Linked DNA regions of Ovis aries: region 2 is linked to region 1. A link is a contact called in public Hi-C data. All regions are on one chromosome and are shown on one strand. Each heading gives the region's core, a stretch centred on a gene start, on an enhancer-like site or on the middle of the called end of the contact. The rest is flanking DNA. Distances are from core to core; before and after follow the strand shown. Region 1 has its middle 320 kb from the start of DIPK2A. Region 2 holds the start of DIPK2A (divergent protein kinase domain 2A).

What was found. A called contact is a pair of places that touch in the nucleus more often than the background predicts.
Region 2: a Hi-C map of liver shows a contact between it and region 1, with 5 times the contacts expected there. The contact joins the promoter of DIPK2A here to the enhancer-like site in region 1. A contact is called at or near these places in 2 of 16 Hi-C or Micro-C datasets (hypothalamus and liver).

What each region holds. Positions count from the first base shown.
Region 1 is chr1:245,206,199-245,210,933 of ARS-UI_Ramb_v3.0, reverse strand. No RefSeq gene overlaps it. Among named protein-coding and RNA genes, the nearest start is that of DIPK2A, 320 kb to the left of the region's middle. Within about 2 kb of position 2,728, at least 14 of the 54 cell types and tissues checked have an H3K27ac peak or open chromatin away from gene starts, as enhancers often do. A contact at or near this core is called in hypothalamus and liver, where this site is marked.
Region 2 is chr1:245,520,534-245,525,625 of ARS-UI_Ramb_v3.0, reverse strand. DIPK2A (divergent protein kinase domain 2A) reads left to right here and starts at 1,941. Exons shown (of 3, transcript XM_027959602.2): 1 at 1,941-2,861. The coding sequence starts at 2,205.

The DNA of each region.
Region 1 (4,735 bases), core at 1,479-3,978:
TTTTAATCTTTATTTGATCAGAAGCTACAAGGGTGTGATGGTAGTGGAATTGTAGTTGTCTTCATAAGGTATGAATTTGAAAGGTGGATCTCATACTCACAAGGAAATTGAGAAAGGTTCAAAAGGAGATGACTCATAAGTCGGTTGAAGCATGGATGTATAATTATGTCATGTGTATCTATAACATTTTTTTAATTTGTATGTTTAAGTTTTCAATGCATATTGTTCTTAAACAGTTTGTTTTGACTTCAAAGCATATTATGAAGATTTTTCCAGCTTGGTTAGTATAGACATACTTTATGCTTTTTAATGGTAGCCTAAATTTGTTGTTGTACGGTTGAGTTCTAACTGATTTAACCAATCTCCTGTTGATGCACTTTTGTTATCTCCATATTGTTGCAATATATAGCAAATGATACTACAGTGACTATGTGTGTATGTGTTTGTGTGTCTTTGTATGCATGTAAGAATATAACTATGAGACAGATTCCTCAAAACTAAAGTTTCTGGATTGACATATATGCACATTTGGAATTTGGAGTTATTGTCTAAATGTCCTTTAAAATCCATATTTAGAATTCCACTCACATTTGAGAATGACTTTTTTCATTCCCCTCACATATTTATAAGATATTCTGATAAGTGATAAGATGTATAGACTAGATATTTTGATTTATACTTATCTAATCATTAAGTTTATCATCATATATATTAATAGTTATTTGCATCCTATGTTTAGTTACTTGTTCTTTTTTCCATAACTTTGCACACTGTAGCTGATTTTTAGAAAAATTATTTTTATAAATGATATTCTAATAGTTATATAGTTTTATTTTAAATTTTCAAACTACTAAAGTTCTGGAATCTAGTTTTGAATAAACCATAAGGCAGGGGTCTAGGTTTACTTATTTTCTGAATAATTTGCCAATTCTTCCAATGCTTGTTGTGGACAAAATAATTAACTCACTGATTTGATTTGTCATCTTTATAATATAAAAAATTATCTCATGCCTATATCTGTATCTGGATTCTCTTTTGTTCATATGAACAAAAAACTTCCTTGTTGGCTAGTTTTCTGTGTATCAGGGATTGTAGAAAATGCATATTCTCCACAGAACAATAGCCTGTGGAAAACCATAGGGCCATGAGGCAAGTGCTTCATTAAATGCAAAGATTTTAGTGTGGTTGGAGCTTTAAGTTTAAGAAAAAATAATTACAAACATTATTAGGAAGTCCAGAGCAAAATCAATGAAAAAAATTACTGTAAATAAAACACCACTCTCTGATAGAAACATATTAATAATATTTATCCATTTCAATTTGTTTTAGATTATCCATAAGTGGCCTTATTTTAGGTCTTTATGATTTTCTTATAGAAGATCAATATATTTAAGTACAAAATTTTAATGAATCTTTGCCTTTAACCCATTATTGTTAGTTTCTCAAAGTAAATATTTTCATCTATTTCTGTAGTTTTCCTCTCTTTCCTTCGGAAGAAGAAATACTGAGAAAAAGATGTTCTGGGATTTTGGTGTTTTCATCTAATCTTACTGAATTTCTCAGCTTCTTCCTCCCTCCCTCCCTCCTTTCCTTCCTTCCTCTGGAGTTCAACAGAACCTAAATATAAGATCATGTGACAGTGGAAGCAATGGCATACATGTAGACAGAAATTGTGCATTACAGTGTTGGTCGTTAATTTTTCATCCTCAGTGTTGACACTTTTGTAAAACAATTGCAACCATAGTAGCCTGCATGCTCACGTGTCCAAACGTTGCCTACTGCACCTACATCTTTCCATTGCTATTATCAACCCTAATGCAAATTAACAACAAAAAAACCCAGACTCACAACTCATTAGATTTTTTAGTTAGAACTTATTCTCTTTTTATTCTCTTTTCCCATTTCCTTCCTGTCAGGTATCCAGATAGCTGCAGGCAAGAAAAACACTCTCAAAAGTTATTTTGACTTAAATCAGCATCACTTCCAAGGTTTAACCATTAACATGTAATTAAAATGTCATAATACTTACTTTTAAATTGCTGATTCAGATTCACATATCTTAATGTAATCTAAATTTTTCAAAAATATCGGCTTCCCTGCATCAAACAGACAAATAAAACAACAATATTGTTTCAGATTTGCTAATAAAATTAACGCACTGTTCTACAACTCCAAAATATTCACTGAAATAAATTTAAGCTTCTTTTTGTTGTTGTGGAAAGGCTGAATGTTTAAGGATATTTCCTTTCCAATATCATAGGTATGGTACACAGGGAAAATAATGTAAGAGATACCTGGGAAAATAACATAAGAGATTCCTGGGAAAATAACATAAGAGAAATGTGAGAGAATGCTGTTTATAATGATTGGTAGTTTCAAAGCTCTACATTGGAGCATGTAAATATGCCAAATTGACTGTTGTGAAAATAGACAATTTGTGAAATTCTGGACATTTTCCACATCCAGTGATGCCAGACCCTGGAGGGGGTGGGTATTCTGGTCTAGAGGCAAGTAAACAAGTCAATAGAAAAACTGATTGTTGGAAAGACTGACCTCTGAACAATGGTATTGTTTTGCTGAGCTCCTCAAAGGGTCAAGTTGGATTTGGGAAATATTTCAGTTCTCACTGTGACATGAAACCTTGGGTGCTGATCAAAGTGCTTTGTTTTGGTATCTAAAAGCTTAGCCTCTGAGATGGTGCCAAAGGTTTGGCTGTCATGATGTGTGGGGTATGTGAGCCAAGCATTGCTGGCTTGAGAACTCTGCACATTGTTCTAAACTAGAGAATTTGCTTCTTACTGTTCCCCTTCTTGGTTTGTATAATAAAAACTCCATAATAAGAAACTGTTCTTCTTTTTTTTTTTTCCTAGTAGACTTGGAAAAGAATTAAGGAGCAGCCTTCTTAGTACCGTGGTATTGGGAGAGCTTAGGGGAGACAATGACTTGGTTGAAATGAAAAATGATATAAAAGACTCTATGAAGACCACTAATGTGGGTCCCAAATAGTTGAGTTGCAACCTAAGTTGAATGTGTGTCCAACCCTTGCTTTTAACATTTCTATTTATAGAAGGAAGGCAAACAGGCTGTGTTGTATCTTGTTTTCTGGAAAAGTATTAGAACCTTGTTAATTATGGTAGAGTGAACATGGCAGGAAAAGGAAAAATATAATTTTAAATATAATGGTGCATGCTGGAAACACAGATTGGCAAGCATATGGGATTCTGGCATCTGGACAGAAGCCTTCATAACCATCTGCTTCTCAGAGGTTATTTTGGCAATTTTTGCAGCCGTTTTAGTGATTCACAGGTCTGGGATAAGGATGTTAGCAAGCAGCTAGAGGGCACGGGTACGCAGAGACAGTTACTGGGTTTTCTGTCCATACATTAGTTTCATTGTTGTGAATCTTGTAATTTTAAAATGGTCTATGTGCCTGTATTTCATTGTGATGGCAGCAGATGCTCCTCCATGCTAATAATTTTTTCCCAATTTTATTCCCCCAGTGACACTCATTTTTGCCTTCAGAATCAATTTGGTGTATTGCCTCCCTTGGCTGTGGAGATGTTAGAAATATGTGAAGGGACTGGTGTTTTTGTGCTGCTGCTGGTTCTGAAGTGTGGAGACCTTGTTGGTAACCTCCAACTCTCCTTGGCTTTCTCATTCTACCAATATGCCTTGGGGATTTTGAGAGTTACAGCATGTTATTAATAGTTAGTGTGATGTCATGTAATAATATAATAAGAACTCACATACATAGAGTCATTTAACATAGGACTTTTATGGCTAATGATAAAGGAAAATATTAACTAACTTGATGCATTATAAATTGAAAATCTATATTAATTTTTAAAATTGAAATGCAGTTGATTTGTAATGTTATGTTAGTTTCAGGTGGACAACAAAGCAATTCAGCTACATCTATCTATCAATCTAGTTATCTATTTATCCTTTTTCAGATTCATTTCCATTACAGTTTATTACAAGATATTGAATATAGTTCCCTGTACTATACAGTAGGTCCTTGTGGTTTATCTATTTCATATATATACTAGTGTGTTTTTGCTAATCCCTAACTCCTAATTTATCCTTCTACCTTCCAATTTTCATTTGGTAACCATAAGTTTGTTTTCTATGTCTGTGAGTCTGTTTCTGTTGTATAAATAAGGTAGTTCATTTATATATATATTTTTTAGGTTCCACATATAAGTGATATCATGATATTCTTCTCTCTCTCTCACTTCACTTAGTATGATAATCTCTGCTAAATCACTTCAGTCGTGTCCGACTCTGTGTGACCCCATAGACAGCAGCCCACCAGGCTCCCCCATCCCTGGGATTCTCCAGGCAAGAACACTGGAGTGGGTTGCCATTTCCTTCTCCAATGCATGAAAGTGAAAAGTGAAAGTGAATTTGCTCAGTTGTGTCTGACTCTAGCGACCCCATGGACTGCCGCCCACCAGGCTCCTCTGTCCCTGGGATTTTCCAGGCAAGAGTACTGGAGTGGGGTGCCGTTGCCTTCTCCATGATAATCTTTAGGTCCATCCATGTTGCTTCATATAGTGTGATTCATCCTTTGTGTGGCTGAGTAGTATTCCATTGTATAATGTACCATACCTTCTTTATCCATTCATCTGTTGATGGACACCTAAGTTACTTCCATGCATTGGCTATTGTAAATAGTGCTTCTATGAACATTGGGGTTTATGTATCTTTTTAAATTTGAGTTTTCACCTTTTCT
Region 2 (5,092 bases), core at 692-3,191, 320 kb before region 1:
TATGGGATGCTCTGAAAGTAAGTTAAGTTACTGCCAAAGGCTTCAAAAAATCCTTAGCGTTATCAAACTTCCTCAGCAGTCACTTTGCACAAACTGGAAGAACTAAAACCGCCCAATTTGTCTGGAATCAGTGTAACATCATTTAATAGTCACTTCTACGCTGAATATATTTATTAATTGTACAAGTATGTTTTTTCCCCCAAAGTTTGAATTCTTGTATCAGGAAGGTCAAAACACTGACTACAACAGTACTTCTGGAATATAGCTCTTCCTTTTACAAGTAAACAGTGTTGAGAACACCACAAAGAAAGCAGTAGACTTTTCTCTTTAAGCCTGGAGAATCCCAGGGACAGGGGAGCCTGGTGGGCTGCTGTCTATGGGGTCACACAGAGTCGGACACGACTGAAGCGACTTAGCTTCAGTCTTAGCAGAGTTGATTTCTATATGCCAATGAATGGGTCTCCTAAACATCACTGTTCAATCCCTATCATTAACTCGGCTAAAACCCAGATGTTTTAACACTGCATAAGGAATCACTTGTCCATCAGAAAAACTACTCATTTTAATTACTTTAGCGCTATAACTGAAAAGCAGTATAACTGCATATTTCAGCTACTGTAGAGTCTGGGTTCCCTTAAACTTCTACCAAAATCAGGTGCTGGAGCTAGATTTCCGAGTTATTTTTGCAGTCGTGGCATGAAGCTGAGCCAAGGTGCAGGTGTGGAGCACCAGGCAGCTCGGGTCCCCATGGCTACTGTCACAGCAACGCGTCGCGGCTCTTGGGGCAGGCCTGAGTCCGAGGGGGGAAGCGAGGGCCCGCCCGCGCCTCAAGGGAGGCCCTGGGACAGACTCCCCGGAGTTGAAGAAAACGCCTTCAGTGGAAGGAAACCGGCTGGGGAAGCTGGCGGGAGCAAATTAGCTGCTAGTCCCAGCTCTTTCGCAGTGGCTAGGGCAGATTTCCTGGAGACGCCAGGCCGCGTCTGTTCTCTCTTCATCCTATTTTGCCATTTTTTATGACGCTGCCTCGCAGACTTCTCTTTTCTGGTTACCACTCAGCTTTAATTTAAGATGCTGTCACAGACGCGACAGATGCCGAAGGTGAAGCCCCTAAACAGTCCCGCCACAACTCACGCCTTCTCCCACGTTTTCCTCGCAGGCCCGCCCCCGGAGTGAGCGGCGCGCGGGACCGGGGGAAGGCGAGCTCCCGCCGCGGCCTCGCCTCGCCCCGCCCCGCCCCCGGGCGCGCGCCCCCACCCATATAAGGCCCGGAGAGCCAGCCGCCCCGCCTACTCGGCCTCCACCCCGGGCGCGCCGTGCGGAGGGCAGGGGCTTGCAATAGGCTTCTGCGCGTCCTTTATTTTTTTCCCCTTAGGTGACTTTCCACAACGGCGAAAAACAGGTCCCAGGAAAAAGGCAACAATCTCAAAAGAGTAACTGTTACTAAAAGTATTAAATAATTTCACTACAGGAGCTCGCGAGTTTACCCCGCCTCCAAAAGCTCGAGCTCCGCCCCGTGGAGCAACCCTCCCCCCACCACAAAGCTGCCCCCGGGAGCCCACGCCGACGCGCTCTCGGCGGCGCGCTAGCTCCGCCCCCAGCCCCGCCCCCCTGCCCCCTCGCTCTCCCTCTGGAGAGTCAGCGCGCACGAACCGGGGCGTGAGGCGTCAGGGACGCGCGGGCACCTCATCCTTCCCACCTTCCTACACTGTTGCTACTTTTCGGTGTGAGTCATTCCAGCTTCTCTTCCCCTTCCGTGAGTCCCTCCTTTTCTCAGAGACCCTGCTCGTCCCGCAGGCGGCCACCTCCGCAGCAGCTCTCGCGCCCCCAGCGAGTGGTGCGCGTGCGCGCACGGCGGAAGCGGGCGCGCGGCCGTCGAGTCCCCGCGCTCCCTCCCTCCTCCCGTTGCTGTATAACTTGACTGGCTTGGAGGAGGCGCCGCCGGAGTCGGAGGGCGGGGAGCTCGGAGGAGGGAGCTCGAGAGTTGTGGAGACTAGTGACTGGGAGAAGTCGCAGCCTGCTCGGGCCGGCTGCTTCCCGCTCTCCGTCTCTCTTACACACCTACTCCGCTTCCCGCCCCAGCCCGCGCGCCTTGCTCCTTCTTTCGCTCGGGGGCCCCTGCCGGTCGCTCTCCGGGTTTCGGCGCGGCGGGGGCGCCCCGGGGGTGCCCTCGCCCTCCGGGTGCTGGCGGACGGGCGGCGGGCGGGATGTGGCGCCTGGTGCCCCCGAAGCTGGGCCGCCTGTCCCGCTCGCTGAAGCTGGCGGCGCTGGGCAGCCTGTTGGTGCTGATGGTGCTGCACTCGCCGTCGCTGCTCGCCTCCTGGCAGCGCAACGAGCTGGCCGACCGGCGCTTCCTGCAGCTCAATAAGTGCCCGGCGTGTTTCGGAACTAGCTGGTGCCGCCGCTTCCTCAACGGGCAGGTGGTGTTCGAGGCGTGGGGCCGCCTGCGCCTGCTGGACTTCCTCAACGTGAAGAACGTCTACTTCGCGCAGTACGGCGAGCCCCGCGAGGGCGGCCGCCGCCGAGTGGTGCTCAAGCGCCTCGGCTCGCAGCGCGAGCTGGCGCAGCTCGACCAGAGCATCTGCAAGCGGGCCACCGGCCGGCCCCGCTGCGACCTGCTCCAGGCCATGCCCCGCACCGAGTTCGCGCGCCTCAACGGCGACGTGCGGCTGCTCACGCCGGAGGCGGTGGAGGGCTGGTCCGACCTGGTGCACTGCCCCTCGCAGCGCCTGCTCGACCGCCTGGTGCGCCGCTATGCCGAGACCAAGGACTCGGGCAGCTTCCTGCTCCGCAACCTCAAGGACTCGGAGCGCATGCAGCTGCTGCTGACCCTGGCCTTCAACCCCGAGCCGCTGGTGCTACAGGTAGGCGCGGGGTTCCGGTTGGGAGTGTCCTGCCGGGAGGGCCGCACGGGGAACGGGAGTCGGGAGAAGCGGCCCCGCCCGCGCCGGTCGCCCTGTCTGGACCCGGCGCGGCGCGGCGGCGGGCGTGGGAAGAAGGCGGCGCAGGGGGACCCCGGGCGCAGTGCGGGGTCGCGAAGGGCGACCCGCCTAAGGGTGAGTCGGCTCCGGTCAGCTGGACGCGGGCGCATCTCCTCTCCGACTGCGGATCCCTCAACGCCAGAGGGAGCGAGTCTCTCGTTCGCTCCCCAAATGTCTATTTGGCCAGTTTCCTGGGGCTCTTCTCCCTCCCTGCCTTTCTGCTTTGATCCGCCCGGGCTTGCGCTTCCGCGGCGCAGTCTGCTCACGAGCCATTGGACCTTTTTCTTAGTTCTCAAGTGTTTCTTGCTCTCTAGTACCCCGCGCCGGCTGCCCTAACTTCGGCCCCGAAGTCTGTCTTTGTTTTATTCCTTAGCTCATTCACCTGGCACATCATCAGGGCAGCCAGACTGGGAGGATGAGGTTGGAAAATGGGGACCATGGTCGGGGTGGGGTTCATTCTTGAGTCGTGTGCTTTGGTTGGGATTAGAAAGAAAAAAAAATAAGGCACGTTGGAGTTGAGACTGCGAGGGTGCCAGGACGGACATTTTCATGCTGATCCGGTTGGTGACCTTCTCTGCTCGTTTGGTAATTTGGCCGCAGGGAGGAGATGAAGTGTTAGGCCAGGGCAAGAAACGGGGAAAGAAGAGTCACCTCTCTCCTAGTTGACGTATTGGCTCTCTCGTGACTTAGAGATAGGCTGTGATCTTTTTACTGGCGGTGAAGCCAAAAAAGAAAACAGAATTCCTCAAAACTGTGTTTACCTTGGGGAAAGTGACTGAGTTTATACACACTCCCATTCGCCTTTAGTGCGGTGTCCTTGGACAGTGGTTGCAACTGTGGGGGTGTGATCTCTCTTAACCGCAGGGAAAGTTAACCTTGCTCCTTCCCCACACCAATTGTGCTGTATTTCAGATACAAAGGGTGGGGGCAGGGGGAACATGACATAAAACTATTCCCAAGTAATTTTAATATATTTCACGCCCTCTCTGCGCTGCTAAGAATGTCACCAATGGCTAGGAGGTTTGTACAGGGTTGCATTTATTTTTAAATCTAAAGTGCATGTATAGAAATGTCCAGTATTCATTTATATGGCTTATTTTTCTCAAGTTTTTCGCTGCCCAACTTAGCCAAAAGAAACCAGCATCGTTTGATTAGTGTAGCCAAATAATTTTAACACAAAATAAGTATTTGCCTCAAACAAAACTGTAGTAAATTTTAAGGAGTCATAGGATGTATGTAATGGGTCATTTGAAGTACAGATTGTATGTTAAATGGTGCTCTCTTATCAGTGAATAGGATATAAAACTGGTTAAACTTCTCTTGAAGAAATTATTTGGTAGTTACAAAATTAGTCAGCCTCTAAAGTCTAAGCCCATATTTAATGCGTACATTTTGATTTAAAACTTTTTCCGTTTAAGCTGCCTTTTCTCTTTGAGCAATAGATGTTTATGTTAGCAAATTTGGTCTCTGGAGACAGCTCTAGCAATATAGTTGGCTGAGTAGTCTGTCAAATTCTCTGTGATCCAAAAATTTAGTAAAGATCTACCTTAATAATACACATTTTCTGCACCTATAATAATAGCTTCATATTCAAAGGTTTTTATCAGATGCTTCTGCTAATGTGAGAACACTCTAAGAATGTGGTATATGCAGTTCTATAAATGTATGTCATTTTAATATGAGAAATATTGACATTTGGTTTGTACTGAGATAAATGCTTTATTTAGGAAACACATGTTTTTGAAGCTTGAAGTTGTCTTGCCATTTTCTATTTACTTTACAGTTGAGATTGTCAAATATGTTTCCTGATTACTCTTCCCTTAAACTTTTTCTTCTCTTTTCATCTTTAGTGATAGACAACTTGGAAAAAAAAAAAAAAAGATCAGTTATATTTTTGTAATTTAAACTTACTGACACAATCACTTGACCATGTGGCTAGGTGGATTATAGGATAAGAGTTTGTTTTTAGCATATGAGGAAATGCATATATCGGCATTATTGACAGCTGCTTGTAAATTGAAATGTTAATTTAGTTTTATAGCTAGTTACATGCTGTGTGAAATACAGATTTGAGGCCTTTAGTACCAGTCAATCATAGGAATGTTTATTTTTTT